3 separate regions of the Mus musculus genome follow, and regions 2 and 3 are each linked to region 1. Evidence: chromatin contacts called from public HiChIP or PLAC-seq data. All regions are on one chromosome and are shown on one strand. Each heading gives the region's core, a stretch centred on a gene start, on an enhancer-like site or on the middle of the called end of the contact. The rest is flanking DNA. Distances are from core to core; before and after follow the strand shown.

What was found. HiChIP or PLAC-seq counts read pairs in DNA pulled down with a chosen protein or histone mark.
Region 2: a contact with region 1 is called in an H3K4me3 HiChIP or PLAC-seq map of embryonic forebrain, with 5 times the contacts expected there. The contact joins the promoter of Slc25a13 here to the enhancer-like site in region 1. A contact is called at or near these places in 9 of 39 promoter capture datasets (the 3T3-L1 cell line, the C10 cell line, cranial neural crest and 4 more), 11 of 115 datasets of contacts at active chromatin or transcription factors (bone marrow-derived macrophages, cardiomyocytes, craniofacial prominence and 7 more) and 1 of 9 other capture datasets (embryonic stem cells).
Region 3: an H3K4me3 HiChIP or PLAC-seq map of embryonic forebrain shows a contact between it and region 1, with 5 times the contacts expected there. The contact joins two enhancer-like sites. A contact is called at or near these places in 5 of 115 datasets of contacts at active chromatin or transcription factors (craniofacial prominence, embryonic basal ganglia, embryonic forebrain and 2 more) and 1 of 9 other capture datasets (embryonic stem cells).

The regions. Positions count from the first base shown.
Region 1 is chr6:6,849,048-6,853,193 of GRCm38.p6, reverse strand. The region is part of intron 1 of Dlx6os1 (distal-less homeobox 6, opposite strand 1); the gene reads left to right. Among named protein-coding and RNA genes, the nearest start is that of Dlx6, 12 kb to the left of the region's middle. Within about 2 kb of position 2,648, at least 11 of the 459 cell types and tissues checked have an H3K27ac peak or open chromatin away from gene starts, as enhancers often do. A contact at or near this core is called in embryonic forebrain, where this site is marked.
Region 2 is chr6:6,214,957-6,219,246 of GRCm38.p6, reverse strand. It overlaps Slc25a13 (solute carrier family 25 (mitochondrial carrier, adenine nucleotide translocator), member 13), which reads left to right and starts at 2,074. Exons shown (of 18, transcript NM_001177572.1): 1 at 2,074-2,251. The coding sequence starts at 2,237.
Region 3 is chr6:6,159,841-6,164,173 of GRCm38.p6, reverse strand. All of the region lies in intron 3 of Slc25a13 (solute carrier family 25 (mitochondrial carrier, adenine nucleotide translocator), member 13), which reads left to right. Among named protein-coding and RNA genes, the nearest start is that of Slc25a13, 55 kb to the left of the region's middle. Within about 2 kb of position 1,668, at least 18 of the 459 cell types and tissues checked have an H3K27ac peak or open chromatin away from gene starts, as enhancers often do. A contact at or near this core is called in embryonic forebrain, where this site is marked.

The sequences.
Region 1 (4,146 bases), core at 1,399-3,898:
CCACACCCCAAGTGATCCTCTCCAGATGCCTAACCTGCTGGTGTAAAAGCCTAACATAGACAGAGGCCAGGCTGTGGGTTGGTGACTTGTATGTTGGTTTCCTTATCCTTGAAATGCCAGGAAACTTTCTCATGCATCCCAACCGCCCATGGCACTGAAAAAGAGGAGCTGTGTTTCAGTGGGTGGCAATAAAATAATTGATTGGATGATAAGATCTTTCCCGTGCCCTATATTTCATTTGAAACACACTATTATTTTCCTATTTCTTAAAGGACAAATGTAGGTCTTTTATAAGAACACCTCAAATCCAAAGTGTTTCAAAGAATATTTTAGGCTAGGATGGTAGACTGCTTGTCCGGCCTTCACTATAGTCCTGACCTTATATGACTGAAGTCAGCACTCTGGTTTAATTGGTCTGGGATTATTAAGAAAGCCTAATATTTTGCAAAGACAATCTCAAAGCCCAACTGTGAAAAGGGTGGTTGCAGACAGAACCTACAAGAAAGCATTTCTGAAGACTGAGTGGGGTCCTCCTTTTTTGAAATGGATATGACTATTGAGTGATATATGCTGTATGGGGACCAAATAGTGGCCAAATACCAAATAATAGTGGATTTCTATGAACAGGTAGGACCCAAAACCACCTTTCCGTAGGCCACATTTTGGAGGGTTGTAATCACACTTTAGTTCTGTCCCATGCTATTTTTAAAAGTCACGTTGTAATTGGGCTTAACTGAGGGTGGGAAAAACAGAGGTACTTCTGGAGTCCTTCTAAGCATCACAGTGTGTGAGCTGAACGAACATAAGAGCCTGTGTTCCTGGCAGTGTTTGTCTGCAGCTTAATCCTACCTTGGACCTTGTGAGTTACACAGAGAGAGGGAACTGCAAGTCACAATCCCCTCTTGTTTTATTGCAGCCCAAAAAACCAAAGCAGCTTTCAAGTTATGGGGAATGAATTTCCTTAGGTGTTAGAGGCCCATTTTACACAGCACATTCTGGAAGGACATTATGGGGCAGAGAATGAGGAAGGAGTCTCATAATGGCGGGCAAGGTCTACAACCAGGGCAGGCAGCAGCATTGGTGTGGACGGTAATGTCTCCCGGCTGGCCCACCCCTCTGTAGCCCTAAGAATCAGCCTTGTCATTCCCAGCTTAGAAGCAGTCAGGAGAGGTCCAGACAGGGTGGAGATCCTGTCAAGTATCTACCTTTCTAGTCTTCTGCCTTTCTATAATTAGCCCCATTTCACAGATGTGAAAGCCAACATATGGTTCTCAGACCACAGACCTCTTTGGTGTCTGGGCAAAGGTGAGAGATGGAACACAGGTGTCCCAGCTTCCTATCACCCTGGTAACCATGTGTGACTGGGTTGGGAGGAAAATGGGCTTTGAAACTACTTTTCTAAGATAGGCACATGCAGGTAATATTTCTGGTTTTGTGAGGCTCATTGGGTCAATTAAGGAGATGTGATTTTTTTCATATGACAGATGAGGCCCAAGCCCCAAGAAAGAGGACAGCAATCCTGGGCTTTTCATAGGCTCTAAAAATGTCTCCTGCCTTTAACTTTTTCTCAGATTCTGAATACTTTTAACCCTTGCTTGTAGTAAATATATTTATAGTTCTAAAATGTGTCTCCCACAGAGGTCTTCACTATCTAGGTGAGGATCAATACTAAAACACCCTTTTTTATTTTTAAAGTGGGTTTTAAAGGCCTATTGTCGGGGAAATGAGATGTCATTGTGACCCCGAGGCTCAGGGAAAACGGGATTCTATTGGTGGCAGCGCCTGGGGCTGCACAGGAGTTGGCTCACGTGAATACTCTTGCATGCAAATCTAAGGCATGCGCGTTGTATCCCTCTCGCACCACTTCCGTCTAGTTGTTGTGATCAAGACTTCCAGGTGCGCAATAATTACATTTCTTTAGTAAAGGTTTCCCCCAGTCATCACCTGCTTCTAAGGTTCTGAGCCTCTAGGGTGCTCACCAGCTGCCTTGTGCTTTGCCCTCTTGGGCCAGATGTTGGGCCAACTTCTTCATAGGCAGCCCAAATTTTAGGATCCAGTGTATCGTTTTGCACCAACCCTTTCTCTTTGATTAGCTTTCAAGGACACAAAAACCACGTTTCATGGTAGTTGTAGGCCCCTTCTTCATACCCAGTCTCCCCCCAACCCCCAGGCACATCATCTCCCAATGAGAGAAGGGTACCAAAACCACTGTTCCTCACCCAAAAGCGTTGCTACACATGCCTAGGTACTACCTCCCAGGCATGTAGATTTAATTTCAAAGCACAGAGCGTGGCTGAGTAAGAACTGAACAAGCACTCCCTACACCTGAAGGCAACAGCTTAGAACCGCTAAGAAGTGTATCTGGAGTCAGCTGCCCCCAATGGGTGTGTGGATAAGGTTCTTAGCCTCCTATGTCCCTGACCTCTTGATAAAGGACTTAAGGGTTGTCCCGGGTGTCCTACGTCCCTCGGAAGCACAGAAACTAAAGACATCCTCGACTGGAGTCCGCGAATGGCCTTTTCCAGAATGGCACATCCCTAGGTGAGAAAACCACCGATGCATTCGTAGCTTCCTGCAGAAACTATTGGGGCTTCGGATGGAGCTGACCCACCAGGCATCGGGCGCCTGCACGCGCGCTTGGGGCCTCTCAGTAGCCCTTTCGGCTGGGTATCGCTGGTAGCGCGCTCCTTCGGCGGTCTCTTGGTTTACCTGCAGAGCCAATGGGTTCTTGTTTTCCTACCAGAAACCTCCTACCTCTGATCCCCCTTCCCCCTCACCCAACCTTCACCAGAAGGGCGAGATAGGTATTTGATTCTCTGATATGAATGATACGAATAATTGTCGCATCATGTAACTTCCTACATCTTGGTTTTAATTTTCACTGAACCAAACAAAGATATTTGCAATTTAAAAATAAGCACTCGGTTTAATAAATGGGAACATTGTACAGGGACGACTATGCGTCCCCTCCACCCCCTTCAGCAGACGTTATTAGCTCTGACAGCATGCCGCTCAGGATTTTGTAAAGGGATGACAGACAGGAAGGCCAGCAATCATGAACTCCTTGGCTGAAGCTTTTTTTTTTTTTCTTTTTTCCCCCTCTCTTTTCTTTCTTTCTTTCTTTTTTCTTTTTTTTTTCTTTTTTTTTTTTTTTATCAGAATGTTCTGTTCGATGCCATTTATCCTTGATGATAGAAAATTGCGCTGTTGCCAGGACGCCGCCGCCGCCGCTGAAATAGGGGGCAGGAGGCGCGTTTCCATTTTCCGGCTTGAAAGCTATTCAAATGAATGTGCAGAGTGGGGGAAAGTCTAGCGATAAACAAATGAGAATAAATCGAGTTCCCCTTTCTATTCTCTCCTTTAAATGGGAGGTTCTTCATTTCCCATAGAAAGAGTTTTGCTCATCAGTGTTTAGGAATACCTAGGAGATCATGGAAGCCAAAACAGGATTTCTTTTGATACTCTTTAAGTGACTAACTGCATAAACACTTAAAAAGAAGTGTGTCTAAATACATATGAAGTATAAGAAGTATACATACATAGATAACATATAGACCCATCTTTACACAACTCAAAGTACAATGCTAGGTAAACCCAGTAGTAGCATTTCAAAGGAATATAATTTGCAGGCAACACTACTTGCTATGCATATGAACCTCTCTCTAGTTACAAATCTATAAATGTTGGTAGATGGGGAAAATTTAGAGCCCTTCCTACCGTGTTAGGTATTTCAGGATCCTGTGCCTTTATTTTATTTTATTTTATTTTATTTTATTTTATTTTTGAATTCGGTATCTCTTAGCTAATTTCAATGTTTCCCTCCCTAAACAAAGTTATATAAATAAAAGTCACTCTATTTTTTTATTATTTTAGTCAATTTTCCAAATACACCCTTCTATAGAGTCTTTTTCTACACTGGGAACTACAAGCTGAAAGAATTAGTTTCAAGAATTGATGTCCTGTGCCTCTAAAAGACATAATGAAGAGACTGAAGTCTGCATTTCACTTCTTTAAACTTTGGATACTTTGCTAGTTTCAAAAGATCACATACTGAAACTCAAGGAATCATCACCAAAACGTGAAATTTGAAAAAATGAAAATTTAATAAATATAACCCTTAACCAACCTCTCTTTCCCTCCTCCTCC
Region 2 (4,290 bases), core at 825-3,324, 630 kb after region 1:
GTCAGGAATCTTGTGGTCACCGTTCAACCTTGCCAGCTACTTTCAAATGATGGTGGTGGGAAGACTGTTCTGGGATAGAGAAGGCATCAATGCGACATGTCACTTATGTCATTGTGAGAATTAACTGAGAATGAAATAACTTAAACTCAAGTTTACAATCTATTTTTACAGTATGATGTGTTTAGTGGGTTAAAAGATGTCTACTTCGTAGGTCCTATTGATCATATTCCTTTTTATGACAGAAAGCTCAGAAGTGGGATTGAGGATTGGAGGTGGGGGCGCGAGCTTGGATTCTCTGAGTGGTCTCTCACTGTTAAATGCCATTGAAAGTGCTTTTTCATGTTTGTTTCTTGTGGGCAAGATCTTATCATGTATCCCAGGCAGCCTTGAGCTTTCCCAACCATCCAAATTCTAGAATAGCCTTACAGATGGTGCCACCATGACTTTCTAAATGGGAGACAGGGAGATTACAGACAGCAGTGAACTCACACTCCAGAAGCAGAGTTAGAGAAAAACGGGATGCTCACTGTCTCCTGAGACAGGAGCACCGCGAGCCCTCGGGAAGGCAAATGCTTCTTTCTTGGGCTTTTCATACACTAGACAGAGTCCTGTCTCACTCCAACCCATCTTGTTGGAATATTCTGATAGTTTAGTCCTGACTCATGCCCAGTGTTATCATACCAGTGTTAGCCTGGTTCATGTTGCTACCACACAGTGCCTGAGAGTAAGGCTAAAAACGTATTCCTCGTAGTTGTCACCCTGGCTATGGACTCTAGGATCACAATTTCAACAAGTCAAGGTCTTGTCTCTGTTTCCGAGATGTTTCTCTGAGTACTGTATCTTCCAGAGAGAGGAAAGCTCTAGCTTCGCACGGCAGAGGACAATGAGAGTAGACTTACTTCTATGAGCTTGTTTCTTCTCTTTCTTTTTTGACACGTCTCCTTATATAGATAAGGGTGGCCTGGAACTCTTGGTTCACCAGCTCTCACCTTTCTGGAGCTGAGAATGGAAGGGTTACAAGCCCCTTTTTATGAAGCCATTGATGCAGACCTTAGGGCAGAGCCCATAGGACTTGAGTGTTTCATACTCCTGATTTAGTTTCTAACTTGTGAATCTGGGATACATTATGGCAACTGAGTGGAACCCTAACGACATTAGTACTTACAGTATACTGATTCCAGCCTTAGAAGGCACCTTCAGGTCTTTCCTGTTGCCCATACTCTTCCTCCAGCAGTCCCTAAATTTAGGTTGCCTTCTCTGACTAAACCCTTGGGTTCCTCAGCAATTCTGGGTCTCCTGTCTCCTCTCATTCGTCATGGTTGGAGCATCTCTTGCTATCTACGCATTGGACTGACAGTCTTACCTCAGGAGTAATCTCTGAGAGCCTTTCCTGTTTTCATTGTTCTTATGGTGTCCTGAGAGCAAACAATAGCTCGTAGGGTTTTTTTTTGTTTTTGTTTTTTTGTTTTTTTTTTAAGTTTGTCACCTCTTTGAGGCCTTGACCTCTTTTGTCCTCATATAGTTGTTGCAAAATAGAGTTGTTACAAATGTGTGTTCTATACCATATTCAAGAGTTTATCAAGTTAGAGCCACAAAGGAGGCTAGTCACCTGCTTGTTATCTTTTCTTCTATTAGTCAATACTTCAGGGATTTCATGATGGCATTAAAGTGGGGTCCATCTTGAAGCAAAAACCAAGGTGAATCTGGCAAGAACCTGACCCAATGTGTGCATCTATGAGAGTATGTATGTCAACGTCCAGGTGTTGTGTGGTAACCACTCTTACTTGGCTCTCTCATGGACACTGACCTAGCCAGCCCTTGGCCTCAGCCCAAGCTGCAGCTTCAGCTCACCAAGTCCCCGGTCTTTTGAGACAGTGGCTTGCATTTCTCCCTTGCCCCCGGGGTATACACGACAATGGCTACTAAAGCTGGACAGCACAGTCTGAGTCACGTGTCCTGGCCCCTCAGTAGCTCCCATACTGAGGCCCTCCCTGGCTACAGGGCAGAGGCCTTTAGATCACGCGCGCCCGGGAGGCCCTGGCCGGGCCCAGCCAATGGGCTGACGGCACCCGCATGACCCGCGCCAGGAGGGCGTGGGGAAGCAGGCCAGGCGCGCACGCTGCCGGGCAGAATCACCGCCCCCACCTCTGCTCGGGACGGGAAGTGAGTCGCCGGGGTCCCCGGTGCAATCCAACCAGAGAGCAGGTCTCAAAGCCGCCTGTACCCCGGCCGAAGCATGGCGGCCGCCAAGGTAAGAACGGCGGGCCGGGGCGATCTGGAGCCCAGAGGGGTCCAGCCGGGGTAGTAGATGCGAGGTTCCACCTTGCAGCTGAGGGAGGAAGGGGCACAGGGGACTGCACTTGTGGCCGCGTGGGTACCGCGGCCCGATCGTGCTACAGAAACTTTGCCAGCCGGACACTCCCACTTGGTCTGGCCAGGAGCGGTGTCCCGCGGGACCGAGCCCTGGCCAGCAAGGAGGAGCGCGCGAATGGGGCCAGGTAGCCTGGGGCAGGGAAGAGCCCAGGGACACACAAACCCTTCTGCTACTTTGGGGTTCTCCTGCTTCTGACCCGACTGTTGTTGACCTGAGTTTCTCCTTCCAGGGGCCCCAACTGGGCCTGAAGCCTATCCTATTACATTTCAAGGGTTCCGCCCTCCCGCTGGTAGGGAAGTCACCTTGACTTCCGTTTTGGAAACTGGGAGACTTGGCCTGCGTCTGTGCGCAGCTAGCCCTGGACCCTTCCCCACCCCCACCCCCACCTCCCATCTTCCATCCTTCCCCTTTCTCTCTCCATCTGACAACACTTACAAGGCAGCCTCTGAGCCTCAGAGAGGCTTCTTTTTGAAAATGACAAAACAGATTGTGCTGGGAGCATGTCACTCCTGTGAAGTTCTACTTAAAAGGAATTCTGTGTAATGTGAATCGTTCACGAACCCAGGGAGAAGGCAGCTCTGACAGGTTGACCTTTCCTCTTTCACCGGTTCTTCAAACCTGCACACCATTTCAGCCTCTCTGGACTGCATTTCAACTTTTCTGGCAGAATACCATATTCAGTCCCAATCACTCGAGTCATTGGAATTTATTGCTTTTAATTTTAAGTTCACGAAGGCAGCCCTTTAATCAAGCCTATACAACTTCTTAGATCATTTTAAGTGCAGTGAACTTAAATATACCCAACATTTCAAACATTTGTCCTTAATCAAAACTCTGTGATAACCCTGAAGAGGAAAACATGGCCACCACATCATATTCTGATTTATTCAGGCAAACTAATCACATTTGCAATGGAAATTGTAAGCAGACAAATATATTTAAATAGTGTTCTATGACTAGTCTCTCCAGGCTCCCCAAATCCTCAGTTTTCTTGTTCCTAGACTCAGTGCCTTAAGTGGCCTTCCTTCCTCTGTAACCCTCAGGAGTGTGCACTGGGTGTATTTGCGCATGAGTCTGTGGATGGGCACTTTGATTTATTTCTGAAGCTACTTTAGTTCTTTCAAGCCAATAGCCCCTTTCTTTGCATTAACTTTGCATGATATAACGATTGGTATAAATCAGTTCTCTGGAGTAAATACCCACTCATCATTTATATACCTGTGTGGGAGTTTTGTCACTTGATTTACGTTACTTTAATTGGAGATGCAGTATTGATGGGCACTAAATTGAGACATATGCCTAGAAACAGAATAGAAGACTGGGCAGATACGAAGTAACAAGTGAAGAAGCAGGCTCAACTTTTTAGTTGCATTTTTTGTAATTGAGACACATCCTATCAGGGAGAGTTGGTTTTTATCCAAATCAGGAGGCCAAGGAAACTGAAACATTCCTGTCACCTTTACCCTTTGAAACCTGCCTTCTTTGTTATTTATTCACTGACAGTCACCTCTCTTCAGTTCGGATGGCTGACATATATAGATATAGAATACCTTCCAATAGGATATAACAAAACCAACTGTAAGTGGATGAGAAAGTCAGGATAAAGAGAAGGTAAGGAGAAGCTGGGCATTGTGGCACACAGGTTTAATCCCAGTGCATTGGAGGCAGGGGCCAGCTTGCTCTATAAAGTGAATTCCAGGATAGACACGAGCTGTTAAACTAAAAAACCCTGTCTTCAACAACAACAGCAACAACAAACAAATAACGAGAAAGTAAGATGAACTTAGATTAATAGAAACCAAACGTGTGCTTGGCACAGGTGACAGCATTGTCTAGCTGCCAAAACAAAGATAGACCAGTTGCTTGGAGAGACTTCACTTTGAACTGTTATCTGGGCAGTTACTCTCTATGTCTTT
Region 3 (4,333 bases), core at 419-2,918, 690 kb after region 1:
GATGAATTAGTTTCATTATGTTAATGATTTCAGAATGTGTCTGCATTGGGAAATAAGTTGTCTGCCTTCAGGGCGTGCAGGTTAGGAGTCAGTTATGCCTTCGTCCATGGAGAAGCATGCTTTAGGTGATGCATGAAACAGCTCACACTTTCTATTTGCTTGGAAACCTCTTGCTATCTAAGCACGGTCTTTAAATTTCTTTTGTTGCTGAAGGTGGGGGCATCCTCTCTTTCATTCCTGCTAGAAAAGAATATAACGCTTTGAGAGGAGAATTAGTATTTTTTTTCCTTTGCAACTCGGAGTAAATTGAAAGCACCTCAGCCGTCTCTGTTTACCTGGGATGCTATGACAGTGCTGATGAGAAGTATTGTCCCTGAAACTAAGTCTCATTTTTCATTTGACCAGAAATTTGTGCAAATTCAATTTAGGATCAACATGTACCCAGTTTTTCATGTTCTTAAATATAGAAAATCATAATCTGTTTTAAACTTACTGTAACTGATGGGACACTTGTTTACATGGGTAAAATGACTCTACGCAAGTCGTATATTGAAGTTCATGTTAATGTTTGCTATTTAATGACACCTAATGATATTCAATGAAGGGTTATGCTGAACTGGAGAGAAAATGTGTTACCCAGGCAACTGCCTCTGGCAGGCTAGAGACTCGGGCATATGGCTCTATAGTACACATTATTTCAGCATCTTTAAGCATAAAGAGCCACACATGTAATTGACTGTGAAAAATTACTGCTCAGTTACTGTATTGTATGGTCACAATAGAAGTAAATGAATACGTCATTGTTGTTGGAACCAGTCTGTTGGGAATCACTCCTAGACTCTACTATTTAAGAAGCAAAAATACAATAAGAAGAAAATAGCTGGTTTAATTAACATGTAAAAATTGGGTTAATTTGAATTCAGCTGGCGCAGCAGATATGAATGTGAGATTTGGGGTGGTGTTCTGGCTTTTTGTCCACACCATGCATCACTGTATGGTTTTAGGGGCTTTTCCCGTCGTTTACAGTTTGCTTTTCCTGGGGTTTATATTACGTCACCCCAAAAGGGAGTTTGGTGTACTTTTATCCCAAACATAGAAATTACAATTGAATGACAGAAAATGCTAAAATATTTGTAAGCAATTAAAAAATGCTTCTCATGGGAAATCGGTGTAACTTGATTTAATATGTCGAAGCATGATTTCAGTTAATGCTTATTATTTATACTCTGTAAAGCTGAGTGAGGAAACAGAAACTCACCATTGGCAAAGGCAAAACCAGAACAGAACAAAACAAAACAAAACCCAACCCACCCATCAACCAAAAACCCCAGCCTATTTGCCCTTGTGACTTCCTGTGTGAGCTTAGGGGACTTTTATTAGTTTTAGAGTATTGTTTTAATTATTATTACCTGAGTTCAGACATTCAGAAAAATCCACTGAGAACAGCAGTCAGTGTCGTCCAATAAAACTCATCCTGCTCAATTTGGATTTTTGTTAAATGCGGTTTGAGCAGAGGCACAACCGTCTTGTACTGAAATTCTCCATGAAGAAAATCACTGCTCGGTGGGCCGCACCTGCCTGAGAGCCTTGGACGCTTTAGGGGACTCTGCCTCTGAGCCCAGGGAGCTGCAGTTTGGTGAGCTAAGAGTTTGCAGCCTGTGCTCTGCATGTTGCTTGGTCTGGTCTCTGTGCATTTAAAAGGACTGATTATTCAGAGTTCATCTGGGTACAGGAACAGCCTCAGCCGGTACACCAGTGGCCATGGAAAAGCTCCTCGTGTCCCTGCCTTCCCACTTGAGCTGCTCGGTCCCTACTGTATTCTTTTTCCCTCGTTTGTTCGCCCTTCACTGCCTGACCACTCCATTTTTTGGAGGGAAGGCAAGACAAGAACCGGAGACTGGAGAATCAACAGCCTTAGTGGCCACTTAGAGCAGCTGACAGATGGCTCACCTGCTGGCTTTTCAGTGAGTGATTGCTTTTCTGTGCCTTAATCTTCCCATTATCCTTCATTTGCTATTTTAATAAAGTCGAAGCCTTCTCAACCAGCCTTAACTAAAGGAGCAGAAAAGATGTAGGAATCAGTGCTTTAAAAACCCTGCAGTTAGGGTAAATCATTATTCCAACAGGCTGCCCAGTTACCCTCCCCCCTTCCTTAATGTCTTCTTAAAGACAATATAGAAATTAACATAAGGGCTTCGTAGTAAGCTGTTTTTCTTTTTTCCCTTCCCTGTTAACCTCAGTACATTTTTCCTTAAAAAAATCTTTGGGTAATCTTAAAATATTAATAATGTAACATATATACATATATATGTTTGTGATATACACGTATCACTCTCAGTATTTGTAAGTGTATGGTATGCAATTGGTATAGGTGATAAGGTAACTTTTCAGGGTTTTTTCAAAAGCATCTTTAAGTTTTTATATGTTGTGTGTGACAGTTTGCCTGCACGTATGTATGTGCACCATGTGCATGCTTGATGCCCGAGGCGGCCAGAAGAGGGTTCTGAGCCATCTCTCTGGCCCCAAATTTTCAGGTTTTAGAGACATTTTCTACCATTGATGCCTATTTATGTAGAGATGGTGGAGACAGAATTTGCCTCTAGTTCAGAAGGCTTTCGGTGTTCTTTTTTTAGGGTGAAATTGGCCACAGTCAGACCTTTATTATATCTCAACGTTTGAAAGGTAGAATGTTGGTGATGTGGCTTAGACATGGAAACAGATTCCCCCAAGACCACTGGGCAGTAGTTACCTAATAGGGAAAGAAAGAGAGGATGGGGTATAAAAATTGAGTTGGCAGTAGGTATGATTTAGTGTTAACTATTGACAAAGGAGAATCATGAGAGAGATGAGTCATATTGGTCTAAGTGCTTGGTTACCAGCCTCAGTCATGGAAGCCAATGTTGAAGGTGAAGGTAGGAATGCCATACCCCCTGGTTGACACTGTCAGTCTGAGTAGCTTGAATGCTACTTATAGTGACCTATAAGGCTGTGGCCACATAGTTAGGGTTAGCAGTATAGACGAGTCACTCTCTGTGGTAAGCTCACAGTTAGGAAAGCTTAAATATTTTTTGTCGTTGTCAACATGAAGGCAGTGATGTATGCAGAGGTGGTATTTATAGGCCAAATTCATGATAGCAACTCAGTAAAATCAGTAATAAAAATCTTTAATAGCTTTTTAGAGCCAGGCAGTAGCCTGCCTGATTGAATGGTATGCGATCTGCCAGGTTTCTCTGGAGCCAATGGATTTAAATAGGCCCTTGGCAAACACCCCAGTGAGGTTTGAACCAGAGTTCAGTTGAGCTGTGAGCCAATCACACTGGCCTCCAGCCGGATCAGGCCAAGCCCATGCTGGATCCGGGGTGGACCTGGGAAGATTCCCTGAGACCAGAGGATCCCACATGGGGCGGGGGAAAGACAGGCAAGACAGACACACCCCTCATAGCCCAGGAAAGGAGGCCACTGGATGGTGAAGCTAAGGTAAGGCAAGAACTTGGTCTAGTCTCCACCTAACTCCCGCTGCCTTGAAACATGAAACCAGAGCACTGTTTCTTCTTCTGTTTATGTGTGATCTCCCTTGTCACCTATGTAAGGGGCAGTTCGAATATCCTTGGTGACCTTAAGCCCTTATCAGTCTTCTGACTGCCACTGTCCCTGCAGCCATAGGCTTCCAGGTGTCATTGAAGGGGACGGAGCCCTAATTGGACTTCTAGTACACGCTCCACCAGACTGTCTTTGGCCACATTCTCTCTGCTGCTATCAACTAGAACTGCTTGGTCTATGCGCTACGCGGTACTGGCTCAAGGGGTCTTTCTGGCAAGACATGGCACTCCCCTGCATTCATTTTGCAGCGATGCCATGTGTAGGTACATGGGTATAAAAGTCTGAATGGCCCTGCCACTCCATGGCTGTCATTTTACCCCAGGGAGGCTAGCTAGTCTTGGATTTTCTTAGCCCCCTTGCATGGTTCCTGCACGCCTTTGCTAACCATTCACACAAAGCATCCCGCCTCTCCTCTGAATTGCTTGTTGATTCCGTCCCTACAGTCTAGAAGCACTGGAGTTGGGGCTAACCACACCAGTGAAGAAGTCTCCAGGCCTGGGGCTCCAGCACAGCTCTCAGGCATCTGTCTTCTTTATTCTTTGCATTTTGTCACCTGATTCTGGGGTGCCCTTTGTGCGCATTGCTTTACCCAGCCACTGAAGAGCGGTTCCTTGATTACCCAGATTCGTGTAGTTGTCATCATTTATGTCTAGAACATACATAGCCTAGAGTGGAAACACCCTACCTGTCCACTGGATTATTTGCAAGGCATTCAAGGAACAGAGCTGGGAAA